Regions from separate parts of the Mus musculus genome. Here region 2 is linked to region 1. Evidence: chromatin contacts called from public Hi-C data. All regions are on one chromosome and are shown on one strand. The core of a region is the stretch at or near the end of the contact, and the rest is flanking DNA. Distances in the headings are between cores, read along the strand shown. Region 1 has its middle 64 kb from the start of Gm41042. Region 2 overlaps Gm41042 (a long non-coding RNA gene).

What was found. A called contact is a pair of places that touch in the nucleus more often than the background predicts.
Region 2: a contact with region 1 is called in a Hi-C map of the N1E-115 cell line, with 5 times the contacts expected there. The contact joins two enhancer-like sites. A contact is called at or near these places in 2 of 39 promoter capture datasets (hippocampal neurons and liver) and 2 of 484 Hi-C or Micro-C datasets (the N1E-115 cell line and nephron progenitors).

What each region holds. Positions count from the first base shown.
Region 1 is chr13:100,932,224-100,934,923 of GRCm38.p6, reverse strand. No RefSeq gene overlaps it. Among named protein-coding and RNA genes, the nearest start is that of Gm41042, 64 kb to the left of the region's middle. Within about 2 kb of position 1,408, at least 5 of the 459 cell types and tissues checked have an H3K27ac peak or open chromatin away from gene starts, as enhancers often do. A contact at or near this core is called in the N1E-115 cell line, where this site is marked.
Region 2 is chr13:101,060,853-101,063,851 of GRCm38.p6, reverse strand. The region is part of intron 2 of Gm41042 (a long non-coding RNA gene); the gene reads right to left. Among named protein-coding and RNA genes, the nearest start is that of Gm41042, 65 kb to the right of the region's middle. Within about 2 kb of position 1,476, at least 24 of the 459 cell types and tissues checked have an H3K27ac peak or open chromatin away from gene starts, as enhancers often do. A contact at or near this core is called in the N1E-115 cell line, where this site is marked.

The sequences.
Region 1 (2,700 bases), core at 159-2,658:
ACCCCATAGGTGGAACAACATTATGAACTCACCAGTACCCCGGAGCTCTTGACTCTAGCTGCATATATATCAAAAGATGGCCTAGTCGGCCATCACTGGAAAGAGAGGCCCATTGGACTTGCAAACTTTATATGCCCCAGTACAGGGGAACACCAGGGCCAAAAAGGGGGAGTGGGTGGGCAGGGGAGTGGGGGTGGGTGGATATGGGGGACTTTTGGTATAGCATTGGAAATGTAAATGAGTTAAATACCTAATAAAAATGGAAAATAAATAAATAAATAAATAAGGCTGCTATGAACATAGTGGAGCATGTGTCCTTCTTACCGGTTGGGACATCTTCTGGATATATGCCCAGGAGAGGTATTGCTGGATCCTCCGGTAGTACTATGTCCAATTTTCTGAGGAACCGCCAGACTGATTTCCAGAGTGGTTGACACCCATGGAAGGAATTACAGAGACAAAGTTTGGAGCTGAGATGAAAGGATGGACCATCTAGAGACTGCCATATCCAGGGATCCACCCCATAATCAGCTTCCAAACGCTGATACCATTGCATACACTAGCAAGATTTTATCGAAAGGACCCAGATGTAGCTGTCTCTTGTGAGACTATGCCGGGGCCTAGCAAACACAGAAGTGGATGCTCACAGTCAGCTATTGGATGGATCACAGGGCCCCCAATGGAGGAGCTAGAGAAAGTACCCAAGGAGCTAAAGGGATCTGCAACCCTATAGGTGGAACAACATTATGAACTAACCAGTAACCTTGAGCTCTTGACTCTAGCTGCATATGTATCAAAAGATGGCCTAGTCGGCCATCACTGGAAAGAGAGGCCCATTGAACAAGCAAACTTTATATGCCCCAGTACAGGGGAACGCCAGGGCCAAAAAATGGGAGTGGGTGGGTAGGGAAGTGGGGGGACGGTATGGGGGACTTTTGGGATAGCATTGGAAATGTAATTGAGGAAAATATGTAATAAAAATATTTAAAAAAAAAAAAAAAGGAAACAGTTCCCTCAGATTCTACATACACAGCGTCCACTCTGAACCCAGAGCCCGACATGCCTGCACGTCACTTAAAATTGCATAATTTTTACAATTGCTTACCTTCCCTTCTTTTCCATCCCCTTCCCACATAGCTCAGTCATGTGCCTGCCTTCTGTGGGAAGGGAACCAGCATCCCATGCTTCACCATGCGTTTAATGGTCTCATTTCTATACCCAGGGCAAAGGCAACAGTTCCAACTACCTGGCATCCTTTAAGCATCTAGAATCCTTACAGGAAAGCCCAGCTTTCTAGATAGTCAAATCCTACTCTTGCTGGCATTGAAACGTCTATGTCGCTCACAGTTATAACGGAAATTCATTTCCACCAGCGTCTGTGCCCTCTGCTTTCCTAACCAGATTCTGCCACACTGATGATGACTCATGCAGAGTAAGGCTTTCGTGATTTATCTTCTCCCCTGGCTGCCGGTCTGTTTCGGTTTCTCAAGCATTTGCCTCCTTCCTTCAAGCCTGTTCCTCCAGAAGATAAGGAAGACCACCAGAGTACACGCTGACAAATTAGAGAGTTCATCCAGAGTTGACACAGTGTAGAGATAAAGACAATTCCACACATATGAAAAGGGCATAATGTGGGGGAAACAGATGCAGAGAAGCACAGCCAAACCTTAAGTGGAGCTTGGAGAATCCTGCAGAAGAAGGGTTGGAAGGGTTGGAGGAGCCAGAGAGGTCAAGGTCAACACAAGAAAACCTAAGAATCAACTAACCTGGGCCCATAAGGGTTCACTGAGACTGAACCATGCTCTCTGGTTAGAGAGTATGCGTGGAAAGAGGGGGAGGGGAGAGGAAGGGACTGAGAGGAGAGGACGGAGGGGAAGCTGTGGCTGAGATGTAAAGTTAATTAATTAAATAGTTCCTTAATTAGTTGATAGAAAACAAGAAAGGGCATAATGTATTATGAAGGGATTCAGGACTGGGATGTGGCTCAGTGGTCGAGGAGATGTCTAACATGCACATGAAAGGTTGGGTCCCATCCCAACTACTGGGAAAGAAGAGTTAATGTGCCATTCATCTACTTTGGTCCTCTTTTTTTGTAGCATTTTTTAGTTTTTATATCTTTGCTTGTTTGTTTATAGAAGAAACAGTTTATGTTGGCTTACAGTTTTGCAGAGGAGAGTCCATTTGGGTGGTACGGTAGGGAGACAGGGCAACAATAGAAAATGGTGGCAGGAAGCAGAAACAGCAAACTGGGAATGGGTGACGCTATAAACTCTCAGAGCCCTCCCCTGCCCCACTCTACCCCGTGGTGGTTGCTATACATCCTCCAGTAAGGCTCCGCCTCTTAAGGGCTCAGTAACCTCGCCAAGCAATGCCACCAAATGGAATCCGAGTATTAAAATACCTGGGCCTGTGAGTCACAGGTCTCTGTTTTAGTGATCACTGTGGCTGAAAGGGAAAAAAACGTTGCTGTGAAATACAGATCCAGGATTCGAGGGATCCCCAAAAGCCTTCTTTTTGAAGTACTAAATTGTTTTCCTTAGCGTCTCCAGATCTATTTGTTCACCCATCTCACAAGAACTCATGCTTACTTAACACTCCGTAAGGCTGACAGCATCTGCTCAAGCCTTGTGCTATGCCTGGTCCCCAGCATGGTCCACACAGCCCTTCCCTTTGCTTCGTTTCTGCTCCCTGTCCAGCAAT
Region 2 (2,999 bases), core at 227-2,726, 130 kb before region 1:
CTTGCGCATAGGCTTATTTACTAGTTAGGCGCAGTGGGAGCCAGTGCCATCTTATAATGGTGATTGCTCACGGCACGGCTCTCCACAGATATGCCCACTGAGAGGGTATGCCTAGTCTTGCAGAGAGGTGATGTGCCAGAGTAGGGAGATACCTAGCTCCCCCTTCTCAAAGAAGAAGGTAGTGAGGAGGGGAAGGGCTATGGGAGGGGCAGTGAGTGGAATGTAAAGTGAATACATAAAAAAATTTTAAAGAATAATAATAATAAATGAAAAAGAAAAAAAAAGAGTGTGAGAAGTGGTATCCATCTTTATTTGGATGACAACTCACTGTGTGTATATTGCTGTTTGTATGTATACAAATCTAGTGAGTTGTGCAAATAAGACACAAACTTAACACCGTGTGTGTGTGTGTGTGTGTGTGTGTGTGTGTGTGTGTGTGTATTTAAAAGAATGTTTTCTGAGCATTTCCCATTAACCTGGGCCTGGACGATAGCTGATGAACAAGGTAAGCATGGTCCTTCCCCAGTGGAAAGCTACCCTAAGGCCAGCTCAGTGTGTCTGCTCAGTGCCTGAACTCATCTCTCTTTTGTGCACTACTTAATTTGCACACTATTAACTGTTGTTCAGGGCAACAATGGTAGTTCACATTTCTTTGGCAAACACATTTTGTGGCTTCTTTTTTTTTTTAATGCAGGGCCATCATAATGCCTCATTATGGAGAAATCCTAGAATCTTTTCCTCCCTCCAGCAGATAAACTATAGGCACTTTCATCCTGCAGATTTCAGAATTGATTCTCTGTGCTGCCCTCATTCCCAATATCCCACGGAGATGGGCACTAAAATCCAGAGCAATGAACACACCTATGAAAAATGATGCTTTCAAAACTGCCTCGTGGTGCAGTAAATTTGAAAGTACTCTTAATAATAAGAAGAATCAACATTGACTTTAATAGTCTTCAAACCCATCGCGTAATTTCATTAGCCACCCAGCACAGATGCGAGCAGGGATGATGTCATACATTTTCCCCTTGCTCTGAAACCTGAGTCAGGCGCCAGAGATGGAAAACCGGCTTTGCAGACTCTAACAGGATTAAAGCTTCTGGCCACTGCTGATCAATCGATGGTAGCTGGAGGAATCCAGCCCTGTGCACAGACCTCTCCAGCCCTTCCCTGGGCACAGACAGCCTCACTCAAGTGGAAGGGGGACTCGGGTGGTTGTTTTCTGCAGATGAGGAAGGTCAAGATGATATATCCAAAGGCTCTGAGTTGTTTGCCATTTTCTCTAGGACTCTGTTCTGGAGAGAGGTGGTTTATCATGTATGCTGTGGCCTTCCACAGTGGGGACTTTAGTTGGCTCACACAGCCACCGTATACAATTACCAATTTCAACTGTGGACTCTAGAATCAGACATAGCCTGGTTGAAACCTACCACATCCACTGGCCCCTTAAACAGGCTCAAACAGGTGAGCCTACCTCTGTGAGAGTCAGTTTGCTCACTCATAAAAGAAGGATAAGGGTGCTGACCTTGCAGAGGTATAGTGAGCACAAGGAAAGTGCACTTGGGATAAGACCTGTAACAGATCCTGGTCTCCATGAGACTCGGCTCAGCAGTGGAAGCTGCTACTTAGAAGACATGATAAGCTCTGATCAGTAGCTACCATTTTCTAAAATCCTGAAAATTCTAAAATTTCCCCTAACCATTAGAGAAGAAAAGAGGTTTTGGTTTTTGTTTGTGTTGTTGTTGTTGTTGTTGTTGTTGTATGGTTTGTGGGTTTTGTGTTGCTGCTGCTTGAACTCCTTTGGTTTCTTGTACATTTTGCCTTTGTCATCTCAACATAGTTCAGTGTTTCCAGCCTTTCGATCTTAGCACAAACAGAGAGTAAGGGCCTAGACGGACTTATTACAACCTCCAAGCTTCTCTAATGAGAATTTCAATAACATGGCAAAACACAATGACCTCATCATCCCAATGTAGCAGCGGTTTAAAAAAAAAAAAAATCAATGCTCCTTAAAAAGCTTGACAGTCAATCAAGGTCTAACCAGATATCTGCGAAAGTCAAACAGGTCCTTATTAAAATAAATAAATAAATAAATAAATCGCAAGCCCGGTTCACCTAGGGAGCTCATTAGAGCTTCACAGCAGCGTCCCCTGAGAGAGGCTGGGCGTTTTCATGTTTTCGTTGGCCAAGGGTTTTTTTTTGTTTGTTTGTTCTTGTTTTTGTTTTGTTTTTCAAATATGGAATCCCAGGGAGATCAGGGGCTATACATCTCCCCGGCAGCTGTCTCCAAAGCTCTTTTATTGGTTGTGGGTCCTCCTCGGCATTACCAGGGAAAACAGTCCACACATCAATGTTATTCTTCCCTCCCAGGGTGACACAGCCCGTCTCCCAGCGAAAGTGCATGCAGCTTTAGTCCAGAGTAAGCTATTGAAAGAGCTATAAACACGTTTTATTTTTATTGCCTATACATAGTACTGCAGGGGTTGCAGGGAGCCTAATTTTAAGATAATGCATTTCTTCTCTATGAGCCTTTTCCTAAAGCCTCGTAACTCAAATGTTAATGTGAGACCATTTTCTTTCTCTGAGCTCAGGTCATTTTAAGAAATAACACCTGCCAGGGATCAGCCATTCTTCATGGCATTGGAGATGCGATAATGGGTAAGAAAGGCGAAGGCCTGCCCTTCCCCTTCCCGAGCAGCCTGTGCCACCCACAACCACAGATACCCCCAACTCCTAAACCGGCATCTGTCAAACAGAGCAGCAGAGTAATGGAGTTAAATTCTTCACTTTTAGCACTGAAGAGAAACTGACACTCAAGAACAACCGGTCTACACTAGAAACGCAAGCTAGGTGACCCTGGACACTGTCCTCACTGGATTCCCTTAGAGACTCAGAGAATATCAATGTGGGATTCAGATCCTGCCGGGACTCCGTAGAGACTCAGAGAATATCAATGTGGGATTCAAATCCTGCCCCGCTCCGTAGTAGTTCACACACAA